Linked DNA regions of Mus musculus: region 2 is linked to region 1. The links are chromatin contacts, called in public Hi-C maps. All regions are on one chromosome and are shown on one strand. The core of a region is the stretch at or near the end of the contact, and the rest is flanking DNA. Distances in the headings are between cores, read along the strand shown. Region 1 overlaps Bcl2 (B cell leukemia/lymphoma 2). Region 2 overlaps Bcl2 (B cell leukemia/lymphoma 2).

What was found. Hi-C and Micro-C count contacts between places; a contact is called where the count stands out from the background.
Region 2: a Hi-C map of B cells shows a contact between it and region 1, with 2.5 times the contacts expected there. The contact joins two enhancer-like sites. A contact is called at or near these places in 12 of 484 Hi-C or Micro-C datasets (B cells, CD4 T cells, CD8 T cells and 6 more) and 6 of 115 datasets of contacts at active chromatin or transcription factors (CD8 T cells, Th17 cells, acute myeloid leukemia and 3 more).

The regions. Positions count from the first base shown.
Region 1 is chr1:106,558,658-106,565,153 of GRCm38.p6, forward strand. All of the region lies in intron 1 of Bcl2 (B cell leukemia/lymphoma 2), which reads right to left. Among named protein-coding and RNA genes, the nearest start is that of Mir3473f, 15 kb to the left of the region's middle. Within about 2 kb of position 2,579, at least 23 of the 459 cell types and tissues checked have an H3K27ac peak or open chromatin away from gene starts, as enhancers often do. A contact at or near this core is called in B cells and regulatory T cells, where this site is marked.
Region 2 is chr1:106,693,884-106,700,371 of GRCm38.p6, forward strand. All of the region lies in intron 1 of Bcl2 (B cell leukemia/lymphoma 2), which reads right to left. Among named protein-coding and RNA genes, the nearest start is that of Bcl2, 17 kb to the right of the region's middle. Within about 2 kb of position 2,033, at least 47 of the 459 cell types and tissues checked have an H3K27ac peak or open chromatin away from gene starts, as enhancers often do. A contact at or near this core is called in B cells and regulatory T cells, where this site is marked.

The DNA of each region.
Region 1 (6,496 bases), core at 1,329-3,828:
AGCCTTCCCATGTCTGCCTGTCTCTTCTTAGACATGACAGAGAGTGAAACAAGTTGCTCTTTTAGGCTTCAAAAGATTATGGAACTGTCTTTTCTCTTGTTGTTGTTGTTCCATTTTCAATAACTCAAAACTCTTTGGGATCCATTACATCAACCTTGGCAAGTGGGTAGAGCAGCAAACCAGGCTCCCCTAGTTTGGAACCAAAACAAGGATCATTCACACACCCTCTTTCTAGCTTTATCAAGACTAGATTTTTTTTTCCCTTTAGCTGGATGATGTATACATTTAACATTCCAGGAAAAAGGTGTCTGTGATATGAAAGTCATAGTAAATGGAAAGAAAAAAGAAATACAACTACAAAGGATGAGAAATGGTATCAGTTTTAGTATGAAATACTCAGAGAAAAACCAAATTTTAAAAATTACCAGCACCATATAAATGAAATAAGAATATAAGAAAGGACTTGTTATTTTAGAAATTAGCTTGTTCTTTAATCTTTCTGGCTCTTAGACTCTCCCCCTGCCCCCTCTCTTAGATATGGTCCCACTACAAAACCCCGACTGGCCTGGAACTCACTCTGTAGACCAAAATGGTTTCATATTCACAAAGCTCTGCCTGATTCTGCATCTCCAGTGCCGGGACTAATGGTGTGCACCACCTTATATGGCTTGCTGGCTTTCCCTGCTCCCAAATTTGCATTTGGCACTGGACAAGAGAAAACCCCACAGCAATGCAATCATGCTATCCTACTAAGTGGCAATACTATCCTACTAAGTGGCAACTGAGCTCCCAAGTTGCAGACCTATTGCCTAGAACTTAGGATTCCAAAATGACCATTAAATAAAAGTGAACAGATGCCAGAGGTGGGACAGATAATCTTCTCTTTTACTTTGTTATAAAAGTATTTATTATAACTAGAAATAGATAAATGCCATGTTGTGGTTGATAAAGTATGGTCAGATCTATAAGCCAGAGTAACAGCCAACAATTCAGTAGGAAGCTACCACTATGGTTTTGCCTATTTTCACAGATGAACAAGAATATGTCTTTCCCAAAGATACATGCTAATAGTAGACCCAGAACTGAACTCATAGTCTTGACATAATCTCTGTGTCCCATAAGTCATTCTATAACAGGGTCCCCCTCAATATAATATCTAGATAAATGGGCTTGTTTGGAGCCAAAGTATTGTGAATAACTTGAATACAGAGGTTACCTGCTTAGTTGTAACATCTCTGTCTATTTGATAAGTTTAAATTGCAAGAAAAAGAAAACTCATTTATATCCTAAATGTGGGATGACATTGCAGAATTTACTCTTGTTTCTGCCTGTGCCCATTATCCAGTCATCTGCCACCTCCACCCATGTGGAAAGGAGCTGGCATCATTTATATGTTAACAGTGAGCATCTAAACAACAGCATATTAATAACCCAGCCTTCTCTTAAAAGCCTTTTCTTGATGAGATCTCCAGTTTTTCATTCAGGCATGAAAAATCACAGGATCTTGACCTGGCATGGGTGAACAGTGAAGTGGGAGGGGAATGGGACTGGCAATTCCAAGTTCCAGCTTTCTATCTAGTTTCTCTTTGGAATCTAGCCCAAGGGCTGCTTGCATGGCTGTCTGTGCAAAGGGCCCCCTTGACATCAGGACTTCAGTTTCAGGGAGAGAGATTTCCTGTACACAGATACAGTCAGCCCGTTTACTTGGGGCAACCTAAAAGGGAAAGAAGGGGAAATCCGAACTCTGCTCTTAGTTGTGCACAGGACCTACATCAAGAGTTTCTCTCACAAAGTCCTGTGTTCTTGTCTTCCTGCACTTTTTGTGAAGGGAAAAATTAAACGAGGAAGAAAATTCAAAGAAAGGCTACGCACCCCGTAAGGCACAAAGTGAAAGAAAACTGAGTTTTCTGCCCACTGGGCAATGGGGTCATTTTCCTCTTTTATTTCAATGTTCACCTCTTTTATTATTATTATTATTATTATTATTATTTCTCTTGCTTCGCCATTTTACCTCTTAGCATTTTTCTTTCTTCCCATACTCGTTTCTGGAATTAGGATCCTCCCTTGCCTGTCAAAACATCACTACTATGCCTTCCTGCCTGCTCTTTGCCCCCTCTCCCAAGGCTGCCATGAATTCTGGAACCAAACTCCTGTTCGGCCTTCTAGGGAGCTGCTGGACCCTCACTCACCCACTGTCTCTGTGTGAGGCTGAAGAGATAGGTTAAGTAAAATTCCAAAACAAAGTTGAATCTGGGTCAGCAAGGTGACTCAAGAGATAAGTGTGCTTGTTGTCAAATCTGGTAACCTGAGTTTGATCCTTGGGATTCAAGGTAAGCGACACCTCTACCCCAGTGCACACAAGTGAGTGAGTGTGATTAAAAGCAAGCAAGCAAACAAACAAAAGACGGAAAGAATGCAACTGGAAATGCAGTGCTTTAGAAGAGTTACCAGGCTGGGGAGGGGAGGGGAGGGCTGGGCTGGGCTCCCCAGCAGGCCCTGGGTAATTCCTGTCCTCAGTTTGACAACACTCAGGGTTCGCTGAGTATGCAAACAGGCTGCTGCTCATCCTGACTACACTGAGGTCTCTGCGCAGTTTCCATAAATTACTCCTTCAGTCATCTTGGTTTCCTCTTCTGCAGGGCGACACGGGGGCACTCCCCGCCACTTTCATCTCTTCCATTGCCAAGACAGCTTTTCCCCATGCCTGTGCATTTTCTATAAATTAGCCACACAGATTAGTCAAATTAAACTGTCTAGATTTCCCCCCAAAACTCCCATCCTCATCTTGACGGGGTATATGTGGCCCTAAGTTACTCTCACCTCCACTTTCCCACACCATCTGGTCTCCACTGACTAATGCTCAGGCCAGCAGCATCTAATGGGCGTGTTATACAGACCGATCCCCGGGGGTGGACATAAGGGGAAACACAAGTATTCTCCGTCTGGTGATAGACTAGTGCGTGTGAGGTCAGAAGGGCAGGGGAAGGAAGAACATCCTGCCATACAAGTGCAGGGACAGGGGTACTTGTGTCCACAGGGAAGTTGTGTGCAGAGGCAGGGGTACTTGTGTGCACAGGGAAGTTGTGTGCAGAGGCAGGGGTACTTGTATGCACAGGGGATGCTAGTGGCCCAGCCTGACATTTAGGTATTAAACAAATTCTCATGGAAAAGATAATTGAGATGAAAGTTGGTACTTATTACATTTCTGTCAGTCCAACCCCAATTTCTCATAGATCCTAGTCATGTGGATCCTGCTAATTTCCTTGGCAGCCCCAGATAAAGTTCTTAATGTGATTTAAGTCCCTTGGAGATTAGCACTATTATAAATATAAATGTTCAAACACAAGCAAGTTGTAACCAAATGCCCACTACACACTGGCTTTCTGTTAGCTGGAGGCTTTCAGGGGGGTATGGCTAAACGGACTCACTGGCTGATGTCAAGGCAGGGTTTCTTCTCACAGGAAGCAGCCAATATGGGTGTTAACTTGTGTATGAAATGTATAGAAGTTGGAAGAACAGCCTGGATGACAATCAGAAAACTACTAATTCAGAACTTCAAGCAAGGGTTTGGGTAGGGGACTCTAGGACTGTGATCAGAACGGGCTCTGCTTGCGGCCAACCTGCAAACCTCACCTTCATGTTCCAATTAGTTTGCATTGCTTGCACATGATGCCACCTCCTTCCCATCACCAATAGCTATAAATAGATATCAACTTGTTTGTTTATCTAAGAGAAAATAAGGTTTGAATGCTTAGAATCTGCATTTGACACCAAACCAGTGTGACTGTTTAGAGCACAGAATCTGTACACCTCGCCCAACCAGGGTTTTGATGTGGTCATCACTCACCTAGTAGAGCTGTCCCCTGGCAACACCTTGTTTGCCCAATTTGAGGTGCTCAAAAATATAAAAACATTCCTGTTTTTAGAAAATTCTAAAATGAAAGGTTATTTCATCAACTTGCCCAAATGGAGCACAAATATCCACGGCCTGTTTGCTTCCTCTCAGTTGAGAAACTATTTTACTTGGCCTTTGACTCTGTGACCTTCCTTTTCCACATTGGGAGAAATTTGGGTCTGGGGGAGAAGGAGGGAAGAAGGGAGGGGGAGAGAAGAAGAAAGAGATAGATGGAGAGAATGAGGTGAGAACCAGTCAGACTTGATTCTGAACTTGGTGTTCCTAGGGCATACTTGCCTCTTGCATTCTTGGCTGAAGGTACAGTTATCGAAGGGGAGGGAATCAAATGAAGAAATAACGGAGTATTATTACCTGGCCAGCCTGTTCCCAGTCCTGAGGAAGGTGTTACCTCACTACACCAAGTTAAGGCTGCCCTCCAACCTGTAGCAATCCTTCTGTCTCAGCTTCCCCAGTGTGGGATTACAGGAGTGTGACTACACTCAGTTCCACTGTGTACCTTACACTCCATACACGCAGTCCCAATGTGTGCCTTACACTCCTTATGACTGCATCTACTGAAGCCATGACCTTTAGCTGAAGGCCAGCCTTTCCCTTTGTACCCACTCTGGACTCAGTTCAAAGGCTACTTCCTCTAGGACGTCTTTCTGGTTCAAGTCCCTGCTCTCCATCAACTGAGTAGTGATGTTTACTCACTGTGCCTCCACTCTGTTTTAAGGGGTTATGTGCATTACTGCCTGCCTGTATCCTGTTCTAGGGAAGGATTTGCATTTCATCTGTCTGTTTTGCTGGGATCTAACAGTGCTGGGTACATTGGAAAAGCTGTGTGTTTACACAATGGCAAAAAGAATACAAACTAAAACTACTCAAACAGGTCCATAACAAATGTGTTGTGCTCAAGGAAGATATATATGTTACACATTTTAAAAGAGGCTCAACACTGTCTGGGACTTTAGGCCTGGGAGGGTGAACTGAGTTCCAAAGTCACCATAGCACAGATTTACCTTGGTCAATCCACAAGACATCTTTGACCCTCAGTATACTCTACAAAGGGATAACTTTGTAGAGTGTACAAAGATATACGGGCTCAGGGTAAGATTGTCAAGGGAGTTTGCAGACTAGACAGGAGCCAAAAGGCACTGTGGTTCCTCTATCAAAAACAACAGTAAATTAAATACTTAGAGAAAGGTACTAGACTAGGAGACAGTATAACTTTGGCTTCAGGGACAGCCAGTGTCTCACAAAGTTGAGAAGCCATATGATAGGTGCATCATATTAGGGCTCTCGAAGAGTCAAAAAAATTTTCACATAAGCATTCTGTGCACTGAGTGATGGTGAGTTAGGTAGGAAAGGAAGTTATCTGGGGTTAGTCTGCTAGGGTCAGTGGAGGCAATGGCTAAAAGGTGGTTGGTATGCTTGAGACTAGCCTGCTGCTCTCTGTTCCCCCCTTTTGGTGTGGAGTGAAAAGAGCAATAATGGGCAATGGCAACAAGGGGACCAAGAAGTTCAGCTACCTATTCTGAGAGCTGGAGGCTTAGAAGAGAGATGCCCTATTTAGCCAGATGCTGAGCACTATGGAAATTGCAAGCCATTATAGCTTTTGCCCTGAGCTTGGGGTCACCTTGATCCCCTGTCATCCTAGAATGCTTGTCACTCCTTATCCCTTCTGGGATCCCCAGCCTTGTTCTCTTGGCAGGTCAGAGGTATATCTTCCATATTTCAGGCTCATTGTCCAGCCATTGAGAACTGGGACAATCAAAGCAAGGGTTGGACTGGACTGGGACTCTTCTCTTTATTGTTTGAAGACATTTCTCAAGTCTTGAAGGACTCAGTTAATACCCACGAGGTCTGTTGAGAAGCAAGCTCCACCAACAAAGCTGAGAAGGCACCAGAAAGAGGTGAATAGAGCAAGAGTTGACAGCAAGGCTTCTCCAGCCTCAGAGAAGCAGCATCAAGTGTCTGCAGAAGGCCCCAAAGGAAAATTGCAAATTTCCTTTCGTATGTATATCAGCCCAGTGATACTGCTAGGCTTAGGACTTGCAACAGTGATAGTTTGAGTCAAAAGGCTCTTCAATGGGGGAGAGGAAGGGCTTGGGCATTCCTGCATGTTTAGCTGTATTCTTGGCTTCAAATGCTAATACAAACTCTTGTCTATGGATGGCAACTAAAAATGTCCCCAGGGCTGGGGAAGATTCAGTTAGTAAAATGCTCCCCATTTTAGCATGATGATCTGAGTTTGCTCCTTAAAATTCATATTTTCAAAAGCTAGGGCACGGTGGTACAGGCTTATAATGCCAGAGTTGGTAATGCCAGCATTGGGGAGTCAGAGACGGGACCATCCCAGGCATGAATTGGCCAGCCTATCTAGCCTATTTGGTAAGCTTCAGGAAACTGGTAGACCCTGCCTTTAAAAAGGAGGATAGTTCCTAAGAAACAGCATCTAAAGTACATGCACATCACACACACACACACACACACACACACACACACACACACACACACACACACGCACACACACATATACATGCTTTTAAAGGTATATATCTATACCTTTGCTTGGGCACTACAACAATTCCACGAGCT
Region 2 (6,488 bases), core at 783-3,282, 130 kb after region 1:
AAGTAAAATCTTCTATGCCCACTTGGAAATTGGCATCCTCTGGGTAAAGGGGTAGGGAGCCCAGCCATATCATATGGCTGCTGCATCGTTTGTTATGACAAGAGTCAATTTACAAGATTCTGACTTATGGCAAGAAAACAGCTTCAGGGGATGTCCTAATGACCCATGACTGTACACATGCCCATGTGCTGGGGAGCTCAGATTTGGGCCTCCAGAACCCTGGAAAACCAAACCCATTACCCCTTATTCCAAAGAGACTTGGCTTCCATCCCCAGGGCAACATTCGCCCAGAGTCATTTCCACCTCTCTGCCAGGTGCATTGAGGTAAAAATTCAAGGTGACTAATGGCCTCTAAACCCACTGAGCCATCTTTCTTTCTCTGGACCAAAGGATGCACCAGTTAAATGAAGTAACACTCAACATGACAGCTAAACAAAGTAAATCACGCAAGGCCAAGTGTAGAAGAGAGAACAGAACACAATCAGACACTATTTTATATTGGTTATTTTTATCTTACCCGCCCAGTTCTCTCTAAGGCTATTCCCCAGGGAAATTCCAGTTTCATTACAAAACTGGTTTCTTGTGCCAGGGGAAAGGCTGTGCTGTTGTTATCATTACCATTGTTATTACTGCTAAGGTCATCTCAGATACTCTGTCTACACAAGATAGATGGTTTCCTAAACAAGCGTCCTGCGGCTGCTCACGTTTGCCCCGAGTCATCACATCCAAGGCCTTGAGAGAAGCAGCTTTCTGGAAACTCAAGTCTGGAACAACAGTAGTAGTGTGTCTACACAAGCTACTCTGGTGCTGGTTAGGTTCAACCCCAGCTTCACCCTGCAATCACTGCCATTAGTCACCTCCCCAGACCATTGGGCCCAATGGCCACTCTGCACTTCCTTTCAGGATAGCTCACAGGTCTGTAATCTACTTCTTTGTTTCTCCATCACAGGCAATGTTGGTATCAGGAACCAGCTTTTTTTTTTTTTTGGTTGCAGGTTCCCTCCGGTGATGTCACCCATAGGGGACAGGGACCCATGCATCTGTTGCCATGGCAATTGCCATACATTCCCAGTATCCATCTGGTTTACCTCTCATGCAAGCGGTTAAATCAGACTAAATAAAAGGCAGACCCTCTTGAACTTTGCCCTCTCTTTTCTCTCTTCTCCCTTCATCTCCATCACCCTGTTTGCCCTCTTCCTTCACAATAAACCTCTCTCATTGGCCTGGTGTGGTGTGTCCAGACTCCAACCGCAATTCTATCACAACAGGTCAGGCCTCCAACCAGGCCAGATGCTATCATACCCTACTGTCCAAAATGGTGGTTAAGGGTCAGTCTATGTGAAGTAGCCTCCCCAGAGCCACTCTAGCTGACACAGAATGCCAGTGACCCTTATAAATAAGTGACTTTATACACAGAAAGAGATAAAGATTCAATGGTAAAGCCAAAACTCCCCCTGTAAACTGCTGTATGCCCACTTGAGAGTTCTCACCTAACTCTCCACTCTAAAGTAAGGTAGGAGAAGAGAAAAAGCACAAAGCAGGTCAGCAAACACTGACTTAAACTCTGCACCCCACTCACCTTCTCTTTCACAGTGAGTTGAAATGAATTGTCTCACAAAGTGGGTTTTTCAGATGGCTGAAGCCTAAACTTTCAAAAAATGTTAACCATTTAGAATGGAGGGGTTTCTGCAAATCATTGCCCTCTTTTTCTGGATTTTCCACCTGTTGCTGTGAGCAATTCCCTTGTCTGGAGAGCGCTGTGCTGAGTTGGGTAGGAGTTGAGAAGGACCTCTGGGGTCCTGAGTCTGCTCCATACACAGGGCTGCAGAAGATCATCAGCCTTTTCAGCTGCCAGGCTGCCCTTCACAGCAGAGTGACATCAGTTTTGATTGACAACTCGCTTGGCCTGAGAAGTGCCGAGGAGTTATTTAAAGCTTAGCTCTAGCATTTCCACAGACAGTTTTAGTGTGAGGGTTCCGACCTCATCAACGGTGCCACCCACTGAATGGGCTGTTGGGAAATAGTGAGAGGCTAGGCATGGCTGAAGGGAGCAGGCCATTGAGGGTAGGATTTGAAAGAATATCTTGCTGTAGCTTCTTCCTCTTTCTGTTCTGCTTCCTGTCATGAGATGAACAGCTTCTTTCTCTTCTCTTCTGCTGCCATGATACTCAGCATCACCATCAGCCCAGAACCAGTGGGGTCAAGAACAATGAGCTAAGCTCTGAACCTGACAATTAAAGTCACTCTTGCCCCGTTTAGTTGTTTCTGTTAGAGAGTTGGCTACACAGCAAGAAAAATACCATCAGACTCTAAAACAATTGTTTTAATAATGTGTAGATCTCTCTCATTTAACTTGGTTTTGGTTTAATGCATTTGCTGTCATGATTGGCTGATGGAAAAACATCAATACTCTTGTGAGAAAATGCCTTGTGAATGCAAATTGGCTAAATTGTTATTCTGCTTTGAAAAGGTGTGGAATAGCCAGGTTTATAGGCAGAGAAAGCAGAGGTTGTTCCCCAGAAAAGGAAAAAAAAAATCAGAGTTATTATTTGATGGGAGGAGACTTTCTTTGGGGATCACACAAGTCCTAGTGATGGAAAATGATGGCAACTGTACAGCATTAAACAGCATTGTTAAAATGACATGGAGCTCAGTGGCAGAGGGCGCACTTAGCGTGGTGGTTTGAATAAGAAGGCCTCCCATATGCTCGTTAGCCACTGGAGAGCAGAACTGTTTAAGAAAGATTAGAAGGATTAGGAGGTGTGACCTTGTTGGAGGAAATATGTCACTGGTGGACTTTGAGATCTCAAAAGCCTAAGCCAAGCCAAGTGGCTCTCTCTGCCACACTCTCTCTGTCTGTCTGTCTCTGCTTGCTGTCTCTCTGTCTGTCTCTCTCGGCCTGCTGCCCGTGCATTTGGATGCAAGCTCTCAGCTACTGCTCCAGCATCATACCTATCTGCCTGTTGCTATACTCCCTGCCATAATAATAATGATTTTAACCTTCTAGAACTGTAAGCAAGTACCCAAATAAATTATTTCTTTTATAAAAGTTGCTATGGTTGTGGTGTCTTTTCACAATAGAAGAGTAAACTAGGGTGCTTAGTGTACTTGGAGTCTCTGGTTCAATACCAAATACCACAAAAAATAATAAAATATGACTTTTAGCTAGGTATGGTAAGTCATGCCATTAACCCCAGTACTAAAGAGGTGAATACAGGAGGGTCTATACAACCTCAAGTATTGCTTCTTCAGTACTCAGAACAGTACAGGTAAGGTCTAGAGCCATCTAAGGCACAGAGTGGAAACCTGTCTCAAAAACAACAAAACCTAGCAAACTCGGTAAATTCTAATACACATACACACACTGTTTCTTTGCAAGTTGGCTAGGGAACGGTGACCGAGTCCGCAGTGGCTCTGGATGTAAATGCTAGCAAGCTCACCCTGCACAGCTGCTGTTGTATGGAACGGCCACCACTGAGCAGAGATTGCTGAAGACATTAATGTGTCTGTAGTTCTGAAAGCTTCCTCCACACAGATTACAGTTCTGTGACAAAAGGTTGCTGTTTCTTGGGTACATCAGGAGGAAACCCAAGAGAACTGAGGTCAAAGCGTGGGACTTTCTTCCTCTCACACCAAAGCCAAAGTCCTCCCCTGTCCTTAAAGCAGCACTTGTTACACACACTCTACTAAAAGATGGGAGACACTGGGAGTGGGAATACACTGGGATAGTCAGGGTTTAAAAAAAATACAGCAGCCTTTTCAATACTACATTGTTGGGTTATTCCTTATAAATTAAAACAAGAATAAACAGTTGGCTAGTTCAGTCACCACCACAGAGGCTGGGCATTTGAGGAGCCTCATGTTGAACTCTGTCTTGCCTAATGAAAGGTTATTATTTTCCCTGGACCTAAATAACAATTTCTCTTCCTTTTTTTTTTTTGGCGTCTTAAGAAATACTATGCTATTCTGCTCTTAAAAGTGTTAACATTAGTTAGGCTTGGAAAAAAACATTTAATTTTGTATTTATCTATGCTTTACTAAAAAAATAATACATGTGATTCTTTTTGTTGACTCTTGAGTTTTACATTCTGCATGTGAACTTGAAGTTATTTAAATTTTCGACTCATCTATGCTTAGTAATGAAGAAATTTATCAATTTAAAAAGAGAGAAAGAGAAGAAAAGAGACATTTGGCCAGGCGTGGTGGTCTGCACCTTTAATCCTAGTACATAGTGGGTAGAGGCAGGCAGATCTCTGAGTTTGAGTCAGCCTGGTCTACATGACAAGTTCCACACTGGTCAGAGATACATACAGAGGCCTTGTCTCAGACAAAACATAACAGAAACATTTCATAAGAAAGCAGGAAGAATGTCCTCACTAGTCAGAGTTTGGTGTCTACATTTCACTGAAGAAAAGCATTTCCCGGCCTACCCTGGCGCTCCCTGAGCCCTGTGATTCAGCACTGCATGCATCCCAGTCAAGAGTTACTATGGAAGCACCCTCGAGTTCTGGGACGCAGGCATGGAAACCTCATCTGGCCGGAGGTAGGTTTATTTCTGAGTAGAAGAAAATTTACAGCTAACTTTTAAAGGAGATACATCATCTCCTTGTAAATGTGAGCAACATGTCATTCCACCCCCTGGACGCTGGAAAAAAAACACACACACAAAGGTCTAGCCTAAAAAAAGAACGGCCAGGGAGTCAGGAGGACAGAGGACCTGAAGCCACAGACCTTCCCACCTTTTTATTAAAGGCATTAGGCAGGTTACAATTTGCTGGTGAAGTCACTGCCTGGATGGAGGACAGCACGGTGGGGGGGGGGGGGGTGTTATTCTGAATATGCTGACCCCTGGAAGAGCACAGCAGTCAGGTGTCTGGCCCTGAACAAAACAACGGTGACCACTTATTTTTCCAAAAGCTGCACAGATGCTGGAGCCAGAGAAGAAAGAAACAGAAAAGACTCCTTTAAAAGCTTCATTTTTTTTTTTCCCCTCAGCTCTGTGAAAGACTGTTTGGACCCCATAAAGTGGGAAAGATTTCATCTCCTTGTTACTGAAATGCAGATGACTAAGTGGCTTCTTAAAGAAAACAAAACAAAAACAAAAACAAGAACCTCGCATGTATCCATTTGTCATTCTGAATGGATCTGTGTTTAAACGCTTACATTTTTCTTTAAGTCCTATAGGACTTTAGTTAGCAGTGGGGTTGCCTGAATGTAAGAGCTGGTCTTGCCTCTCAGTGGAGAGGTCGTGCGGTTTCTGAATCTCTAATTCTGCTTTCCATTCTTAGGAGGTTACTAAGGTTAAACATAGGGTCTGGCACTTATGGGAGTTCAATAAGTGCTCGTGTCCTTCCTTCCTTATGCTTAACGCCCAGTCCAATAGCCAGTGCTACAATAAATAGAAGGGGGTGAGACCAACAAGAGATCCAGAAGTGGAGGGGTGCTTCAAGCACGTAATCCAAAAATAGTAGTTCTCTTTAATTAATGTTGCTGCATAGTAACTGACCTGAAACTGATGGTAAACTTAAGGGTAGAACACTAAATTTGGGGTGGTTTATGAACAAAGGCCTTTATCCTTTGCTGTGTGAACTGCAGTGATGCTCCAAAACACACAAGCCCACCTTGCCTCACGCACACCAGCCGCACACACCCTTCCTTAGTCTGCGGCTTTCCTGCTATTCAGGTAGTTACCTATGCACAATGCTCACCTCCCCATGCTGTAGGAGGCGAGGGCTGAAGGAAAAAGGGCTACTGAACATTGTATTTTCAGCTCTGGTCTTCTAGAACAGCGCCTGGCACACAATTTGTTTTGCTTTGTTGTTGTTTACCATGTGACTCTGGACATGCTATATAGACCAGGCTGGCCTCATGTCAAAAGACACCTGCCTGTGCCCGCTTTTCTTAAATACTAGGATTAAAGGTTTATACCAGCAGTGCAGGCTGACCTTGAACTACAAGTAATCCTCCAGCCCTAGTCTTGAGTGCTGAAATTCCAGATATGAGCTACCAAGACCAACAGTAAGAATTTTTTGACATATTCTGGATGGAGCCTCACACCAATGGGCAAACACTACTGCCTCGCAATGACCTCATAAATGCTTCCTTGAAGGGAAAGAGTAGAGTCCATGGCCCTTTTAGCACTTCTGTGCTACCTAAAGATGAAAGCTATGCTATTCTTTTTTAATTTAATGAACGCGTGCTTATACCATTTACCTAGAGAGGAGCCCATTTTTAAATGCAAATAAAAACCATAGTTGCTGGTTAGGTAGTGACAACCAAGGCCACCATCTGTGCTGGTCACCAGGTTTTGCTGTCTCTCTGTTGAGGCCTGTGTGTGTGTGTGTGTGTGTGTGTGTGTGTGTGTGGTAGTTTATAGAATTGTTTCATGCAGTAATATAGACGTCTCCAATTAGCCCTTTAGTACTGTTCTTTTAGAGCCAAGACCACCTGCCTCATAAGTCTCCACAGGGTCCTGAGCTCATATATGG